Linked DNA regions of Sus scrofa: region 1 is linked to region 2. A link is a contact called in public HiChIP or PLAC-seq data. All regions are on one chromosome and are shown on one strand. The core of a region is the stretch at or near the end of the contact, and the rest is flanking DNA. Distances in the headings are between cores, read along the strand shown.

Evidence for each region. HiChIP or PLAC-seq counts read pairs in DNA pulled down with a chosen protein or histone mark.
Region 1: a contact with region 2 is called in an H3K27ac HiChIP or PLAC-seq map of alveolar macrophages. The contact joins the promoter of PDE6D here to the enhancer-like site in region 2. A contact is called at or near these places in 5 of 47 Hi-C or Micro-C datasets (brain, embryonic fibroblasts, heart right ventricle and 2 more) and 1 of 2 datasets of contacts at active chromatin or transcription factors (alveolar macrophages).

Annotation. Positions count from the first base shown.
Region 1 is chr15:132,425,380-132,428,672 of Sscrofa11.1, reverse strand. PDE6D (retinal rod rhodopsin-sensitive cGMP 3',5'-cyclic phosphodiesterase subunit delta) reads left to right here and starts at 1,995. Exons shown (of 5, transcript XM_003483755.4): 1 at 1,995-2,253. The coding sequence starts at 2,204. It overlaps COPS7B (a long non-coding RNA gene), which reads right to left and starts at 1,650. Exons shown (of 7, transcript XR_002339490.1): 1 at 1,438-1,650.
Region 2 is chr15:132,278,577-132,281,622 of Sscrofa11.1, reverse strand. No RefSeq gene overlaps it. Among named protein-coding and RNA genes, the nearest start is that of TEX44, 14 kb to the right of the region's middle. Within about 2 kb of position 1,477, at least 53 of the 83 cell types and tissues checked have an H3K27ac peak or open chromatin away from gene starts, as enhancers often do. A contact at or near this core is called in alveolar macrophages, brain, embryonic fibroblasts and 2 more, where this site is marked.

The DNA of each region.
Region 1 (3,293 bases), core at 746-3,245, 150 kb before region 2:
TCTTGCTATATATGTTATCCTCATGAACAAAAAAATGTACAGATAAAAAAATTTAACCTAGAAAAAATTCCTATCCCTGCCACTGGGGCCTCTAGAGCATTCTAACCGTCCTTTCTTTTGTGCATTTATCACAGCCCGTCTTGAATTTCAGGGGAGCCTATTTCCCTAACTAGATGGTTATCTTCTGCTAGCAGTGATCATGTCTTTCACTTTCTACCAGCAGAGAGCCTGGCCAATAATGAAAACTGAAAAAGCTGTTTGTTAAATTACATGGAAGGAAAAATTGGATGAGTTCCCAGGTGGGTAAAAGGGAGACAGGAGGAGGGACGTAGGCCTAGGAAAAGAGACAGCAGATCTCCAAGGAAACCTTAGCTTACACTACAATTTTGCCTAGTTTCTGAAATCACATTAAATGTCACCTTGAATAACAAAGAATAAATAAAACACCAGGTCTTATCTGGACTGGGGATAAACAAACGTTATCCTCCTTCACTTGTAGGAAATCCACCAAATAAATGCTTACCTAAGGTCGAGTGAAGAAAAACACACAACCTAAAAGTTGTGAGTTATGTTTTATTTCCGGCAGGGGTGCGATGGGGTGGGGGGACTTATTGAGGACTATAGCCTGGGAGACAGCCCCTCAGATAGCTTTGAGGAACTGCTCCAAAGAGATATGGGAGGAGCCAGGATACACAGTTTTTTCCCGAAAAAAAAATGAACATTTAGTCGAACACAAAAGAGCACTGCCAATCACAAAAACTAGACATCTCGGATTAATGATTAATGCTTTTCTATGAATGGGAAGAAGCAAGAGTCTGGGCTCATTGAAATTATTCCTTAGATATGCATCTTAACTATGTAGGGCAAGTATCCTGTTTTCCTCCATGTATCCTGAATTCACCTCTGAGCCCATCTTCCGGGGTGGCTTCAGTGGCCAGTGGCTTGATAGTGGGTAACATTCATTGTTTACTGAAATGGCAGGCAACATTTTTTATTCCCACTAACCTCTGGGTGTTTCAACCTGAGTGGGAAAACTTCACCAAGGAGAATATTAAGATAGCATAGCCATGCTGCTAAAAATATCACCACCCTAGTGTAGAGCAAAGAGCCCAGACTACAGTAGACTTAAGAGCCCAATCCTAACTCTGCCCCAACTTGCTGTAACCTGTGAACAATCTTTTTGCCTCTTTGGGCCTCGGTTTCTTCATATGTAAAACAGGGGCTGGATTAGCAAATTCTCCTAAGCCTAACTGTATTGATATTCTGAGTTCACAATCCATATCTCTTCCAGTCCAACGCAGGAGCACAGCAGAGACCTCTACAAAACACGTAAAAGGCGCCCCAGGCCAACGAGCAAGCCTGATTTCAACGAGTCATTTTGTTATATTAGCTTTCATGGTTTAATCAGTGTTTTGGGGTTTGTTGTTTCAGGCTTACCATGATTTGCAGGAGATTTCTGAGTTCCATGTAAATACAAGTTGTCTCTCTGTGGGCTGTCATCTTCTTTTGAGGTTGAAGAGGATCTTCCCAAAGAGTTTCAAGTCTCGGGATTCAGAAACCACCAAGCCTACAGGCAGATGTATGAATTTGCGCACACTGCGCGGCACACTGGAATCTAAGTTACAGAGGACTAGGGTGCAGGGAATGCTGGGATTTGCAGTCCCTGGGCTTTTTGTTGCGTGCTGGGATATGTGGTCCCTCGGACAACCCCCTAGAATGCTGGGAAGTGTAGTCTCCGCCACATCGCACAGGGCAGCCTGCCGTCATCTCAGAGCCCTACTGTCCCCAGCCGCAGGAGCAAGCCCCTGGAGCCTCTGCCGATCTGAAGCCAACCCTCCTCTGAGGCAAACTCTAGGCAACCACACCGAATGAAAAAATCTGTCCTACGGGACTTCCCGGGATGGGCCCTTCCCATTGACGCTCTTCGTCCCCCTGCGAAGCCGCTGAGTGTTTCTATTGGTTGATCAAGATGCCAATCGCCAAGACGGGCTTTCCATTGGCTTCCGGGCGGGCGCTCCGCGGCCAGGGGGAAGGAGAAGGGATCAGGAGTGGGAGCTGAGGGGAGGGAGAGGCGGGTCCGGGTCTGGTCGCAGCCGCTGCTCGCCCGAGGTGTCCAGGCCGGCTCGGTCCTCGGCTCCTGGGCACCATCTGCGAGGCTCCGCCGGGCCAGCGAGGGAGAGCCGCAGGCGGCGGCCGCCGCATCATGTCAGCCAAGGACGAGCGGGCCAAGGAGATCCTGAGGGGCTTCAAACTGTATCCACCCGGGAGCGGGGCGGGGCCGGGAGGACTTGGGAGGCGGCCGCTCGCTGAGGAGACCGGCCGGGGGCGGGGGCCGCACCAGGTGGGCACCCGGGAGGGGGCGGTGGGAAGGGAGGGAAGGAAAGGCGTCCCGGGTCCCCGGCGGGACGGGGCGCAGAAGGCGCGGAGAGGGACGTCCGGAGGGAGGGAGGGAGGGGACGTTGACGGGAGCCCCGGGGTTAGAGGCGAGGAGCCCCGGAATTGAGCTTAGAGAGGCGCAGGGCGTCGGAAACGGGTGTCGGGAAGGCGCGCTTGGGTCCGAGAAGAGAGGCCGGGAAGGAGCTGCGGCCCGCAGGCAAGGGCCGAGGGGGCGCGGTGGGCTGGCCTCGAAGCCCAGCTGCCTCTTTGGCGGGAAGCCCACCCGGGCAGCAGGGAAAAGTGACTTGGAGCGAGTGACCTTGTGTGGGACAAATGCAGAAGCGGGTATCGAACTGTCTCGGGTTCTCCCATCCCATCCCACCCCACCCCACCCCCCGCGGCTTGTTTCCACAACTTCTCTTCCTCACTTGTGGCTCCTTCCAGGGCTGGAGAGGCAGGTGCGGCGGGAGAAGTCTGAGATGGACCTCATCTTAACTCTGTCTCGGCCCTTGGAGGCATTGGGCGGTCGCTGCTTCTCCCTTAGCTCCTCAGTTTTATTTTCCAGCGAAATAAGGGCCCTAAATTTGTGTGTGTGAGATGCGGTGCGATGCCTCGAGGTATTGTGGTTTTGCACTGGGACTCCTGGCAAAGGCTTCTGCTCCGTCCAGTTTGTGTGGTTAACGCGTAGAGCTGGTGGAGCTGTCCAGCAATTATTTGATTACGTTGGGGACACCGTAGGATTTAGTAGGATATAGAAATCATTGCCTCAGGCCTGTTACGGTGCAGCGGGTGCAACCTTCTCACTGTCGTGAGGCTTGGTGTTTTAATGGAGTGTTAATCTGTGACCATATGATGCAGATGAAAAAAAAATGCAATCTTGTCCATTCCAATTTTACATTTTCCTACTGACCTTAATC
Region 2 (3,046 bases), core at 228-2,727:
CTGGTCCCCGCGGCTAGTGGCAGAACCCTAGGAGCTGGGGGCGAGGGTCTTAGAAGAAACAGAGGCTAGGGTCCCCCCACCCCCACTTTACAGGTGCGTGCCCAGGTCCCATCCCCGGGCTGGAGTTTGCTTCTCACGCAGAACGCTGCCGCGCTGTCTTTGTCTTTGGAACCTGCCTGGAGACCGGGAGGCGTAAGGACATTTTTTTTTCTTTCTTTAGAAAAGGAAAGTGTTGGCGCAAGTTGGACTCAGTGACTTCAGAGGCCTTTTCCAGTTATGACTTATTATGAAGAAGGAACTGGCCCCAGAGGCCATAAAAGGAGTTGGTAGGAGCAGAGAAAAAAACTTTGGGTGCCTGGTTTGGCCCCAGCCACAGGCTCCAATGGAAATGCAGACGAGGACCTGGTTCTGGGGGCCCAGGGCCAGATTCTGGAGCAGAAGAGACCCCAGGTTTTGCCTGAATGGGGAGGCTGTTGGGTTGGGGTGGCAGGTGTGGGATTCCTGAAAGCCAGACACAATGAAGCAGAAGCCCACAACCTCAAAAGTTTCAAGTTCAAGAAGAGGGCTACATTTATGAACCCTGGCTGTTGAAACTGTTGTGGGAGTACAGTTGCCGCAGGGGCTCTAGCCTCCACTCAGAAAACGGGGTCCAGAGAAGCAGGTACACCAGCAACAGGACGGGGTCAGACGGGCTGCCATGTACTTGTGGTCCCCTTGGGAAGTGAGGTTGGAATCAAATGACCTAGCCCTGCTTCTCTCTAATTTCCTGGTTTGGGGGATCTTACCCAGCATCTTTGGGCCTCAAAGATGCTGCTCATCTGTAGGCACAAGAGCTCCTCCGTAGGGGTGTTTTGGGGATTGAAAGTGGTATAAGCCCCCATTCCATCCTGCCTTCCCTCCTTTTCCACTTCTCAAAGTCCCTGGTGCTTGCTCACTAGGACTCCTTCCAAGTCCTAGTTTCCCGAGAGCAGGTGGGGTCCAGTGGGACGAAGGCTGGGGAGCAGCGCCCCCTGGTGGGTGATATCAGGAGGGCGCAGTCCGTCTGCGAGGACACGCCTGGGCTAATCTGCTTAGCGCCTGCTGGGCTCTGGCGAGTCCAGCCTCCCTGCGCGGATCCTGGAGCTCTCCTCGGGGAAGTTTTTCCTTCTTGCCTCAGTTACTCCCTTGAGCAAGCACAGAGAATCCTGTTTCTCCGCAGCAGACTCTCCTCTGCCCTCACACAGCCCAGCTTCTCCTATTTTCACAGGCTTCTTTCACTTCTGCTGCGGAGGAATCCCTTTGGCATTTATACTGCGCTGCCCAGCTTACGAAGCACTTCGACACACATTGCTTGTCCCTGAGGCGTGCTGTTTCTAGGTGGCGATGGCGCTAGACGGATAAAAGATCGTGATTTGGAGTGCGGCTCCAGCCCAGTGGACTGGTTTGGATCCTGCCTCCTCCATCCAGCTGTGTAACCAGAGCAACGTTCAAAACATTGAATAACCAGTAGGACAGGCAGGGACCAATCAGAACAGACCCTGCCCTAAACACCAGGTACAGCCATATGTGTGTACCTGCTGAAGATTCTGGAATAATCTCAACCTCCTTGGGCCTCAGTGTTTGTACCTGCAGTATGGACACAATGATCCGAATAGTACCACTCTCTAGGGCTGTAGTGAAGGCTAAATTAGTTAATGCATATAAACGATTGAGAAACCATTGTCTGCCACATAGAAGAGAGCTTTATTACTCAGACTCAGTGACCCAGGGAGATTGCCACTCGTAACAGCGATCCTTAGATGAGCCCACTGTATGCACCCAAACCTGCCTCCTGGCTCCCCTCCTCCTTCCCACACCTCCTGGTCTGGTCCTCTGGTTATTCTACTCTCTAGAAGTGTGTGCCTCTCAAACCTTCCCATGTATGCAAATTTCTGGAAGATCTTGTTACCCTGCAGAATTGCAGATTCTGATGGAGGAGGTCTGTGTGGGGCTTGGGATTCTTTAGTTCCTACCAGCTCCCAGGCGGTGCTGATGCGTGTCTGAGAAGCAAGACTCGTGAAGATCCCTGCAGAAACAAAGGTGTCAGCTGATCCATCTGGCAGTGTTTACTGAGCACCTACTCAATGCAAGGCAGTGTAAGGATCCAAACAGTCCGAGGGCTGGCTTCCAACTTTAAGCAGCAGAGAAGTTGCCGCACGAACACAGGTTGAAACTAACAATCAGGCCAAGGGGCTAACGTGCCAAATGGTGGGAGGTACATGCGGGGAATCCATTCTCTTCCCCGCAGCCAGAGAGGTGCTTTCAACAGGGAAAGATTTTTTTTTTTGCCTTTGTCTTTTGGGTTTTTTTTTTTTTTTTTTGTCTTTTTAGGGCCGCATCCTCGACATATGGAGGTTCCCAGGCTGGGGGTTGAATCAGAGCTGTAGCTGCCAGCCTACACCACAGCCACAGCAACACCAGATCCGAGCCGTGTCTGCGACCTACACCACAGCTCACGGTCCCTGTCTTGATGTTCTTGGTACTTTTTGAACAAGGGGCTTTGTGTTTTCGTTTTGCACTTGGGCGCCATATGTTAGGTAGCTGGTTCTGCTCACCAGCTCTGGTTCCTCGGGCCAGGATCGTTTCCCAGAGACCATCTGGGAGAGGTGGGAGGAGAAGTGGACCTGGGTGACTCCTTTTATTTATTTATTTTTTTTAGGGCCACACCTGCGGCATATGGAAATCCCAGGATAGGGGTCGAATCGAGCTGTAGCTGCCGGCCTACACCACAGCCGCAGCAAAGCCAGCTCTGAGCCATTTGCAGCAATGAGGGAGCCTTAACCCACTGAGCAAGGGCCAGGGTTTGAACCCGTGTCCTCAAGGATACTAGTCAGGTTCTTAACCTGTTAAGCCACAAGGGGAACTCCCCGGGTGAGTCCTTGAACAGGTCCTGTGTGTGAAACTGAGATCACAGAGTCGGGTTCGTCCAGAGAGGAGGAGAGGACGAGAGCTGGAGGCTCTTTTCAAGAGAGGATCGGGCTGTGGAGACGCACTGCCCGGGAAAGCCAGCCCCGGGGCCACTCTCTGA